Linked DNA regions of Pan troglodytes: region 1 is linked to region 2. The links are chromatin contacts, called in public Hi-C maps. All regions are on one chromosome and are shown on one strand. Each heading gives the region's core, a stretch centred on a gene start, on an enhancer-like site or on the middle of the called end of the contact. The rest is flanking DNA. Distances are from core to core; before and after follow the strand shown.

Region 1 (6,163 bases), core at 545-3,044, 210 kb before region 2:
AGAGAAATCCACCAGCAATAACGATAGCAATATTGCAGATCTGTGTTTTTCTACTGCTCTGCCTGAGCTAGCTTTTATGACTTATAGGGTGGCTTTCCAGAGTACTTGGGATTCCAGTAGATTTGTAGAGAAAAGAATCTCAACACTGATCCTGTCCAACTCTGATGTTAATTTGCGGGCTCAAATATTTAGTAGATTTGCACGCATCTTTAGATATTTTCTGATTATAAAGGTAACTCGTGTTATTGAAAAAAATAGAAAATACAAGAAACATCAGAAAATGCTTTTAAAATCTAAAAAAGAAAACATAGATTATTCAAAATCAATGCAATATCAGCTTTATGTCTACCTTCTTTTAGGTACACATTTTTAGATAAAGAGATGATAGATAGCGGTGTGTGTATGTGTGTGTGTGTATTCTTAAAACAGAATCTTACTACACATACTGTTTTATGCTATTAAGCAAAAGAAGGGATTTCTGATTGAAGGTCCTGCACCCTCCGTCTAACCTGTGCATCTTTCTTCGCAGACACTGGAGCTCACTGGAGAAGACAGGCTTGTGGATCTCAGGAATCCACCTAGCCCCACACCCAGCCTCCAGAGAGGGCTGCAGCTCAAGTCCCTTGGGGGCCTGCCTGTCCAGCTTTCTGAAAGCTAGGAAGCTGACAAGGACCTTCTGAATGTCTAATTCAAGACTTGTAAAACATTGCAGGGTATTTAGATATCAGTATGCATGAGCCTCTCTCCTCTGGCCAATTATTGGGTTCCCTGTGTGAACAAATCCTTCTCAGCAGCTCCTGGCATGAGATGCTTACCGCTGATGCCATAAATCGCCTGCCTACGACGACCAGCATGGAGTTGTGTGAGTATTTCTAATCCTGTCATCGAAACTCAGTGTGATTCTGAGACTGTGCACTGAGGAATTGGGTTTTCAAGACAAAGTGACTACAATATAAACCAATAAGATGAATTTCTGTAGGCAAATTTATTCAAGGTCATTATTTTATCTGTTTCTTTGATTAATATTTTCAGAAACCTTCAAGTTCTCTATTTCAAATTTTCTCCACCCTCAGTATAAAATCATTTTTTTCATGCAAAGTAATGTTAGCTTGTTAATCTTCAAGTAACACCCTCCCCCCCAAAAAAAAAATTATATTGCCCCTCTTGAATAGCGCATAGATTCCAAGAAGGATGAAGTAAGAAGAGATCCTCTCCAGGCTATATGAAAGATAAGAGCTGTGTTCACAAAGGAAAGGGAGGGTAGAAAAGAAAAAAAAAAAGAAAGAAGAAATTGATTCCAAGTGAATTCAGCAAAAGAAAGCCTGTGATTCAGCAAAAGAAAGCCATGGACGATTATGTTTAGCTCACAGACACTCATATAACTGCAGCTGGGAAAAGACTGCTCTCTAATCTCAGCCTTTCCAGCCAGCCAGAAGCAAGGAACATTACTCATAGCTATTCTTTCTTTCTTTTTAGGAAAACCAGCTCCAAGGGAAGATCCCATGCTGTCTAAAAGAAGCTACCTATGAAGAAAAATGAGAACAATTAAGCCCTAAATCTGTACAAGAAACTTTTAACAGCTGAGACTCTAAAACAAAAATGGAAATAATGCTAATGATTATGTTTTATAGCCTCAACATGCCTTACATCTGGAAAAGTTCCAAAGCCCTCAGCAGGTTGTCACATTGATAGAAGGGGCCCCTGCTGAGACGCAGCTGCTTCTGGGGAAGAGCTGGCATCTGGAGAACAGCTGCATATCAATCCCCCACCACACGAAGGGCAGGAAAGCAAGAGAAACCGTCTGCAAGGACACTCCTTCCACCTGGAGCCTCTCTGTCTTGCTCCAAAGACTCAGAGAGGCTGAGGCTTCACATTAGCAAACTAATTGAAATGCAATCCAAGCTTAACTATCTGTAAACCCGGTGGAAGGAGATGGTTTGGACAGTCAAGCTTTCTAGCTAACTGAAGGTTTCTGACACATTAAAGCACCAACAATTGTTTAACCATTACAGATGAAAACTTTTCTAAAACGTATCGCTGGATTCCCTAACCTTCTCAATCAAATTAACTATATATTCCTAATGTTACAGCTTCAATTAATCCTGTTCCATCAACACAAAAAGACTGATGCTGGGTCAGTGGGCTTTTGTTTTTGTTAGAGAGACTTCCAAAACATACTCTATATATAACAATGTGTGTGGGGGTGCATACACACACAGACATATGCACACACACTCATACACAGAGGGAAGGAGGAAGAGAGAAATGACACTGGAGTGGAAATTGGCAGACTACATTACTAGTTTCATGCTTCTATTAACTAGCAGTGTGACTTTCAACTAGTCACCTCACTCTCTGTGTCTCTATTTTCTCATAATCTGAGGGAGGGTCCCTAAGTGTTCTTTAAGATCTGATCAGATTTTAATCTTGGTGATTCTCTAGGAATTATATTGCTCCAAATTCTTTCCTCTCTTCTCCCCCTTTCTCCTTCTTTCTTTTTCTTCTTCCTTCCTTTTTTTCTTTTTTTACTTTCCAACAACTGATTATTCATTATTTGAAGTGCCAAATGAACCAAGTAAATCTGAAATGCTATGCAATCCAAAAGAACTACAATGTGTAAGCTGTGGCCAACACTGAGGTGTGCATTTTCAATTGGATGGCATGGTACCTGTCCTCAAGGATCTTAAGTATCATTATAACATTATTATAACACATTTCAATAATCACATTTCCTCTACCTGATCCCTAACATTTGAGAATTACATGTGTTGAGAATTAAGAAGGCAAGAGAGTGGCCAGGCGCAGTGGCTCACACCTGTAATCGCAGCACTTCAGGAGTCCCAGTGGGGAGGATCACTTGAGTCCAGGAGTTTGAGACCAGCCCTAGCCACAAAGCAAAGCCCCTAAATACAAAGATTAGCTGGGTGTGGTGGTGTGAGATTGTAGTCCCAGCTGCTCAGGAGGCTGAGGCAGGAGGATCATTTGAGCCAAGGAAGCAGAGGTTGCAGTGAGCTGGAATTGCGCCACTGCACTCCAGCCTGGGCAACAGAGGGAGACCCCATCTTAAAAAAAAAAAAAAAAAAAAAAGGCAAAAGATAGCCATGGACAAAAATAACCTAAGAAGTCTTCTTGGAAGTAGTGTATGAGATATGTAAGATTTGCATTCAAAGAATGGGTTAAGAAAGATACAGTAGTTGAGGACACAATATGCACAAAGACGAGGGCATAGAAGAAACATGATCTGCACAAGGTAATACTCATCGGGCATCCAAAGCGGCCCACAGTGCTGCCATAGAGCACACTGCAGACTATATAAACTAGAAAGAACGAGCCCAGGCTAAAGGACTTAAAAACTAAAATTTTATAAAATATTTATTGAGCAAAACAAATCGGTCTTCAGGCAAGACATGCCAGTAGGACCACAGTTTGTGACCTTGTATAATTATTTCAATGGCTTGCTGTTTTATTTTTAAAAAGAGAGGTAAAAGGAATCAAAATTATATGGCCTTCATAAAAAAATAAGTCGACTTAAGGTCTTGATGAATAAAACATGACGAGGTTAATTTTAAATCCCTTTTATACTATCTGTCTTCTGAAGAATTTTCCATTGTCCTTGTACAATAATGTAAGTTATCACATTGGGGATTTTTTGCTCATCTATAAATAGCTCTTTCACCCATAACCCAGGGATGACAGCCTACTTTTATTATTTTAACATGCCTCCAACTATGAAAATGCTATTTCTAGGAAGTCCAAACTGCCACAGCAACATTGCTGTCGGTTAGTCTGAAATGCACATGTTAGGCAAATGTTGCAAGACAGAGGGCTTCTATGCTGAGCCTTATTCTGATTCAGCAAAAGAAGGAAAAACCAGAGGGAAAACTGGCACTATACTGCTAGGAAGAAATCCTGGCAGCCGATGCTAAGGGTAATTATCAAAACCAGGAGCTGGAAGGGTTTATGTTTGTTCCTCAGGGGGTCCCCGGGACTCAAGACAGGCCAAGAGATAAACCAAACCATATTGAAAAGATTTGAATTGATAAACCATGTTTACAGCTCAAGTTATCTACTTCTGTGAATTCAATTATCCCTTCTCAGATAGACGTCGTCTAAGAAAGAGGGAGCTTTAGCTATAAGAATTTCAGGATTTTCATTCTAAAGCGAGGTTATCACAAACATGGAGGTGGAAGCAGAGAACTGTAGGCTGTAAATATTGAACATTTTCAGTCATGTTAGCAAGACCCAAGCGAGGATACATTCTGAAGCTTAGTCACAGCTCACAAAACACGCCGGGGCTGGCTGTGTACCTTTGCGCCACGCTTGACTACACAAGACCCCAACAGACAAAGCTCAAGGCAGGGCCCGACACTGAGAGAGTGCTTGTGACTAATAATAAATATAGATTTATAAAAATCCTGGACTGCATTGTGTACTTAGGTCAGCCTCAAGAAACCAGGCATCTGACCTAGAGACCCCAGGCATCGGACTATCACGACACTGTCTGACTGCCCTAGCTCATGACATCAGTCCTCTAATAATCAGGCCTTAGGCATCTACTTGCCAGCAGCCTCAGGCTGGGAGCCTCTCTCTGGAGCCTGCCCAAAAATTAAAAAAACAAACTAATTAAAATCAAGAAGACACAAGTCATCCAGAATGAAGTTAGCTCCTTCCAGAGAGGCTGGTGTCTCTGCAAATCCTAGAGACAAGGAACCATTTTCAACCGCAGTTCATCCAGCCCGCCCAGCTGGCTCATGCTGCGGTGATGCCGCTTTCAAATTTCCTCCCTCATAGTTTTGGGGTGAGAGTTCAGGCTCTGGAGTCACAAGGCCTGGAATAAAATCCTGATTTTGCCATTATCTAATTTTAATGGCTCAATTTCTCTCTGTCTCAGTTTCCCCATCTGCCAAAAAAATGATATAGTACTAGTACTTTCTCCTAGCATTGTTATGATAATAACGGAAATAATGATTCCAGAGTGCTTAGAACAGGAGCTGATGTATAGTAAGTGCTCCATGATGATTGGCTATTCTTATTAACATCCTCCTTCAGGGGATTGCTAGAACTTACTCTTTTGGAGAGATTGTAGCCCACAGTGTCTCCCCATCCTGTTGTCTGCCATTCTCAATGGCAGCCCCACAAACACTGTCCTCTCCAGCATTTCATCCTCTTATGGCCAAGTGCTTCCACCCATCTGACCACTCTGCCAAGCCTCCCTTCCCTTCCAGACCTTTCAGCGGTGCCTTCTAGAATCCCTCTTTGATAGGGTAATTTTTCCCCTAATGCTACATCTACCATCATCTTGGATGATGTAAACATGTACCAAATGGTGATATATCCAAACAGGCAATCAAGAATTGCACATTTAAATGTGAACGAGGGCAATGCAGAGAGTCAGAATGAAGGAAATAGGCCCATCTAACAATGTAAATGAGATAGTAAAGGGCAACAGCATTGGCGTCAACTGAGAGGGGTGGGGAGGCAGGCCGACCTGGAAAGGGAACAGCCCCATCTCAACACCAGCAGGAAATGCCACAAGAGAATGCAAATTTCTAGAGAAACCAGAAATCCAGGATTTTTAAATATTGGCAATGATTTCATTTTTTGAAAGAAAGAAAGCAGAATGCAGGCCAAATCAAATAAGCTTTTGGGCCAGATTCTGTTCATGAGCAGCCAGGTTGGAAACAGCTCCCGTCTCCTAGACAGCATCCTTTTTTCCTGACTTCCACACGATCCCCACGCTGTCCTCTATGTCTCTCTTCTAACCGTGTTTTCATCTGCTTAATTCTTACACATCCTTCAGATCCCATTTTAAATCTCACCCTCTAACTCCCCATTTCCTATTGCCAAGGTATTATAATTTTCTATGTATAACTTCCTGTTTGCTTATCTGAATTTTCCCCTAGGCTGTCAGCACGATAAAGACAGGCACCTTAATTGTCTTATTCACCATCCGATCCCTTCTCTCAACAGAGTGCCTGGCACTTTGGAGATGTGCAATAAGTATTTGTAAGTCAAATGAATCAAAGAATAATTTCTCAATCCCCGGTATGCACTCTCATCAAAATCCTGAGTTCCATCTGCACATTTCCTAAAGTCCATGGCTGTCCTTGCCCAGAGAGATTCTCAGCAGCTAAACCTTACATCTGTGGTGGTTTTAAAAATC
Region 2 (6,332 bases), core at 1,561-4,060:
TGCCAGAGGAAACTCTCATCATGAAGAACTAGGATTCTCTCCCATTTCTGACAATGAGATCTTTGTAATGGACCATGTTTCCTTCTTGGCTTACCAGGAAACTCCAAGCACAGGGAAGGTTTAATTTAGGTTAGGCGTTCAGAGGTCTCTACTCTATAAGGAAATGGTTTTTTAAGCTGGGACCCAAAGGATGAAAAAGAATTATCCAGATGAATACTGGAGGGAGTATCATCCCTTTCTAAAATGGCAGCATGTGCTAAGGTCCTGAGGCAGAAAAGAACCAAATGCCCAGTGTGGCTGCAGCATGCTGAGTAAAGGATCCAGCAGTACCAACAAGGCTCAAGAATGCATTTGAGACCCTCCAAGAAAGGGAGCTAACTCTTACAGATCCTGTGGGCCATGGAGAGAAGTCTGGATTTTAGTCCAAGTGTGTTGGAAAGCATTTGGAAAGGTTAAGTAACACATTCCATCTTACCTGGCTTTTCAGCAGCAGAGCCAGGTCTCACAACAATTCTGCCTGGTTCTGAAGCCATTCCTTACGGTACCTTTGAAAGCTTGTGAAGTTTTATGTGTAGGTCTGACATGAGCCAATTTACCGCTTAAGATTAATGATTTCTCTAGCAGCTCTGTGGAGAACGCATTGAAGAGAGACAAAAGCAGGGAGAGATCAGTTAAGAAACTATTGCAAGTTGCCAGGTACAAGATGATGGCAACCTAGCCTGGATACATCTGTGGTCATAAAGGGAAGTGAAGAGCACCAGGGCATATTTTGGGGATGGAATCGACAGAACATTTTGGTTGCATAAAGTACCATAAGGAGGCCAGGCATGGTGGCTCATGCCTGTAATCCCAACATTTTGGGAGGCCGAGGCTGGCAGATCAGCAGAGGTCAGGAGTTCAAGACCAGCCTGGCCTACGTGGCAAAACGCCATCTCTACTAAAAATACAAAAATTAGCTGGGTGTGGTGGTGCGTGCCTGTAATCCCAGCTACTTGGGAAGCTAAGGCAGGAGAATCGCTTGAACCTGGGAGGCAGAGGTTGCAGTGAGCCAAGATCTTGCCACTGCACTCCAGCCTGGGTGACAATGTGAGACTCCATAAAAAAAAAAAAAAGAAAAGAAAAGAAAAGAAAAAAAGGTACCATAAGTAATGGCTTCAGAACCAGACAGAATTGTGGTGAGACCTGGCTCTGCTGCTGAAAAGCCAGGTAAGATGGAATGTGTTACTTAACCTCTCCAAGACATAGACCCCTCATCTGCACAATGGAAATAACACCTACCTCAAAGGCCTTAATCAAGTTTTAAAAAACATGATGGCCAGGCACGGTGGCTCACGCCTGTAATCCCAGCACTTTGGGAGGCAGAGACGGGCAGATCACGAGGTCAGGAGATCGAGACCATCCTGCCAACATGGTAAAACCCTACCTCTACTACAATACAAAAAATTAGCTGGGCATAGTGGCGCATGCCTGTAGTCCCAGCTACTTGGGAGGCTGAGGAAGTGGAATCGCTTGAACCTGGGAGGCAGAGTGCAGTGAGCCCTCTCTGGGAAGAAGCTGGGAAGTAAAATTAGCTCTTTACTGAACATTTTGCAGTGTCTTCTTTCTACAAAGTCCCCTCTTTCTCCCCACCCCCCCGCCCCCACCCCCACCCTTCTTTCCTTTCTTTTTCCTCCTGTGCCCTCCTTTTCCTTTCTCTTCTCCTCTATAGTCATGGCCTCTGGAGATCTCCTGTCCCCAGTGTTAGGACTCAGGACCAAGAAAGCCCACCTCTGTCTATTCTCCACCCTTCTGTCCTCAGCAGCTCACAGCTGAATTCTCTAAGGTCAGTGAATTCTCTAAGGAGAAGTGAGCCTCTGAACTCAAATTCTCTCTTTCTCTGCTAGGAAGGAACCTAAGAAGTTCGATTTCACCAGCTTTCCCCACAAATTTTCTACGGGCTTAGGGCCACTGGCTATATAATTCAGTGTCTTCAGTACACTAGACCAAAGCAGTTGCATAATGTCCGGCCAGGCTTCCAGAAACCTCACAAAGCCAAGCTTCCAAAATAGCCCCGGTAAATGAGCCCAAATAATATGTGAAATTGTATCAGGGCTGCTGTGCCCAGAAGCCTCACACAGAACGGGGAGGGGCACTCACCAGACCAGGTTGCTGACACTCGATATCTTCTCACCGCCATGGGCTGATTAGAAAGGGATTAAGATTAAGTGGACGGGGGCAACTCCAGTGCATAAGGCTGGAGCGTGACGATGAGAGGAGAGCAGTCAGCTAACAACTAAGCCCTATGATGGGACCCAAGCAGCCAACACACCGAACCCTTAGCGGTAGCTGGGATTCCTGCTCTGCACTTCACCTGTGTTGCTCTCACGTGTGTCCCCACGGCTCCATCATCATTTCCTCTTGGTAGATGGAGACACCAAGGCTCAGAGCTGCTCAATAGCCTGCCCAATCCACCATCATCTGTCTCCTCAAAGTCGTGCTCTGGTCCACAAGGGCTACCAGCTGTAGTTAACTCATATGTCACAGGTGCAAGCCGGGCTAAGCTGCTGGGCTCCAGAAGAGAGGCAATGAGTTGCTCCCAGGGAGATTGGCTCTCAGGAAGGACGTATTTGGATCTGTCTCTGTTTAAAGTTCTCTGTGGCACTGGTTTTAATGCTGCACAATTCTAGCTGTTGAATAACAGCTCAGAGGACAGGGCAAACAAAAGGAGAAACTATGAATACAGTGGGAGCCCCTGGGAGCTGCAGGAGGAAGTCATGCGCAGTGCGGCCAGGTGTCCACCTGCAGGCACTCTCAGCTCCCCCAGTTGCTCCAGCAGAGGGTGCTGCTCATGGTCCCTGCGTGGACCCCAAACCTGGATCTTCATGCTGCAGCTGCCCTGTTGCCACCAGGCCTCTCTTCCGTCTAGCCTCCCTCCTGCATCTGCCAAGAAAACGAAGGCTCTGGGACAGGACCCACCTCAGGGTCCCATGTCCTTACCCACAGCCTACCTACGTCCTCCCAATCCACTCCTAGCTTTTCTATGCCAACCTCAGTGGAATGCATGCCCCTTCCTTCACCCAGGCAGGGCCACCAAAAATGCCCTTCTGAGCCTTGGTTCCTGTTGCTGCTCTAGTTTCGAATCCCACTTAACTCTTTCAGCCCCTAACCTTGCCCATGTTGTACTCAAAAATATCATTTAACATCCCAAGTGTCCATGTCAGATGAACGGATAAATGAGGTCTATACATACAGTGAAATATTATTCAGCTTTAAAAAGGAAGGAAATCCAGGCCAAGTGTGGTGGCTCACACTTGTAATCCCAGCACTTTGGGAGGCCGAGGTGGGCGGATCACTGGAGGTCAGAAGTTTGAGACCAGCCTGGCTAACAGGGTGAAATCCTGTCTCTACTAAAAATACAAAAATTAGCTGGACGTGGTGGTGGGCACCTGTAGTCCCAGCTACTCAGGAGGCTGAGGCAGGAGAATCACTTGAACCTGGGGTGGGGGGCGAGGAATCAGTGAACCAAGAGAGCACCACTGTACTCCAGCCTGGGCGACAGAGTGAGACTCAATCTCAAAAAAAAAAAAAAAAATTCCTACAAAAAAATTTAAAAATTAGCTGGGCATGGTGACATACTCCAGTAGTCCCAGCTACTCAGGAAGCTGAGACAGGAGGATCAGCTGAACCTGGGGAGGTCGAGGCTGCAGTGAGCCATGATCATGCCACTGCACTCTATCCTGGACAACAGAGTAATGACCTTGTCTCAAAAAATAAATTTTAAAAAGGAAGGAAATCCTGACACATTGTGACAGGATGCCATGTGAAATAAGAGTCACAAAAAGACATACCGTATGATTCCATTTGTATGAGGCACCTAGAAGAGTCAAACTCACAGAGACACAAAGCAGAACAGGGCCGCCAGGGTCTGGGGGATGGGGAAATGGGAGTTTGTGTTTAATGGGCACAGACTTTCCATTTGGAAAGATGACAAAGTTCTGCAGATGGATGATGGTGGTGGTAGTGGTCACACAATAATATGAATGTTTTTATTGCCACTGAACTGTACACTAAAAAATGGTTAAAAACGTAAATTTTATGTTACGTATATTTGATCACTTTTTAAAACTTCACGTAAAAGTAAAAACCAGTTTCAAAAATGAAATCGCTTAGAAGCCTCTCTCCAGGGAGCCTTCCCTGAACACCCAGGCTTCACTAGATGCTGCCCTGAGCTCTGTCGGTAGCTCTATCATAGCACTTCTCACATTTTACTTAAAATGTCTATTATGTGTCTGTTTGTGTTTCCCAATAGAACATTAAGGCTGCGGGCACAATTTCATCCGCTTTCAGGTACTTGGTGCCTGGTCAGCACCTGTCACATACACACGCTCACAATACATGTCCCTTCAATGAAACAACTGAACCCTACATCTGTTGCCTCTCATCCTCTGGTTTTCCATTGTCAAGCTCCTCAAAAATGTCAACCTAAACACCCTTTCCTGTTTCTTCAGTTTCCATTCCTTCTTCACCCTCCAGCAATCAAACACCTTATTCAGACAGTGCCCTAGTAATTACTCCACCTTGTAAGCCTCTGCTCCGGTGACTGCTCTTCCAGAATCTTCCACCATCACCCAGTTGTGCCATGTGGTCTGTTCTCCGTGTTCTCACAATCCCTGAGTCACCTCCATGATGTGATTTTCCACACTCTATATCAGTTACTAATTTACATGACACTCCATCAACTGTGAGCTTCTTGGAAGCCAGAAAGGTATCTTACACATCTCAGAGCTCCAGTATCTAGCAAAGAGCTTGCCACATGGTAGATACTTGATAACTGTTTGTTGAATGAATTACTGAGCCCCAAGCACTTAGTTCCTATCATCAGTCACTTCCCTCTTGTGAACATCAGATTAAAAAAAAAAGAAAGGCAGACAGAAAGTGTAGTGCATGACTTAAAAAGGAACGAAAGAAAAAGAAAGAGGGGAGGAAGGAAAAGGGGAAGGAGGATGAAAAGGAGGGGAAAGAGGATGAAAAGGAGGGGAAGGAAGGAAAAATGCAGTGAGGGGCTGTCTACAGGACTCGCTCCTTAAAGTTTTGCTTCAGTTGACTCTAACACAAATCCTTCCAGTGCCATCTCATGCCTCCTGGGGTGTCTTGTTCTGGCAGTTTGATTCATTCTTTATTTTAGGGGGCAGCCAAATACCCCACTTCCCTTAGTAGGCAGAGTCTCTGACAGATCTTGTTGCACCAGGACTCATCTGTACTCCAGAATCATCTTCATCTGTATTTAACTATCCAATTAAATCCAGGCAATCAGCCGTCCTTCCAGATAGGGCTGGGGGCTGTGGTCCCCATGCATTTTGTGAGCTTGCAGCAACTCAGACCAACAGCTGCACGGTGTTTAGTTTAGGTCTTTTTTGCAGTGGTGCGGGGGGTGGTCTTTTTGGTATGTTTTTATGGAACGGATAGAGGAGGGGAAGCTGGGTAGATGCTGAGTGATCACAGTGTCCTGGAGGATATTGAGCATTGGGGGAAATTACCTTCCTGATGACTCAGAAACAGGAAGTGGTGACCCAGAGCAACGCACGAAGGGGAGGCATGCACATAAGTGATGACATCGTTTCCTATTTTGATGAGTGTGGTCGTATGGGAGTGGAAAAGAGGGGAAGAAAACAATCAAACGGATAGGACAGTGAATCTCCTGCGTGTCTTTGCTCATATCCCCACATCCCCAGCCCCCATTCCTCCACTGTCATAGGGGCAGCACCTCCGACAGCCTTCCTCTCTGTCAGCCTCTGGCTCTGGTGGAGAAGAGAGAACCTAGCAGAGCTCATTTTGGGTCACCCTGACCAAGGACAGGAGCCAGATGAGCAGGCAGGTGCCCTCAGTCCTGCAGAAGCCAATGTGCTGGAGGTGGGAATACTCTGAACAGTCGGTGGAAGAAACCAGAATCCTAAGCTTGTGAACTCCTCACCTGCTCCTGGAGCACAGGAGTGGCCCCCGCCACCCCCATTTCACCACTGGGGGGAATGGGTAAAAGGGGTTGGAGGTGGCACAGTGAGCAGCCAGCATTCTGGCTCAGAGTGAGGACAGAGAGACCCAAGAATGTGCAGCAGAGCATCCCAAATGTCACCAGAACATCCAGCGATTCTGGAGGGAAGTCAGAGCACAGACAGAACTAGGTCTATTGTGACTACAGAATCAGGCAAAAACTGAGGGCAAAAAGATCTTCCTTTCCCAAAGTTGGAACTTCGGCCACGTGAGCATGCCCCCTCTGCCAAGCAAAAACACAGCCCCAGCTCTCTCTTTGCCAGGGTCCCCCAAACTTGCCCTCCACCATAGCAATGAACTCTGTA

Evidence for each region. Hi-C and Micro-C count contacts between places; a contact is called where the count stands out from the background.
Region 1: a contact with region 2 is called in a Hi-C map of induced pluripotent stem cells, with 2.1 times the contacts expected there. The contact joins two enhancer-like sites. A contact is called at or near these places in 3 of 7 Hi-C or Micro-C datasets (induced pluripotent stem cells and stem cell-derived neural progenitor cells).

The regions. Positions count from the first base shown.
Region 1 is chr7:32,331,827-32,337,989 of NHGRI_mPanTro3-v2.0_pri, reverse strand. No RefSeq gene overlaps it. Among named protein-coding and RNA genes, the nearest start is that of STC1, 120 kb to the right of the region's middle. Within about 2 kb of position 1,794, at least 5 of the 24 cell types and tissues checked have an H3K27ac peak or open chromatin away from gene starts, as enhancers often do. A contact at or near this core is called in induced pluripotent stem cells, where this site is marked.
Region 2 is chr7:32,118,464-32,124,795 of NHGRI_mPanTro3-v2.0_pri, reverse strand. No RefSeq gene overlaps it. Among named protein-coding and RNA genes, the nearest start is that of NKX2-6, 57 kb to the right of the region's middle. Within about 2 kb of position 2,810, at least 1 of the 24 cell types and tissues checked has an H3K27ac peak or open chromatin away from gene starts, as enhancers often do. A contact at or near this core is called in induced pluripotent stem cells, where this site is marked.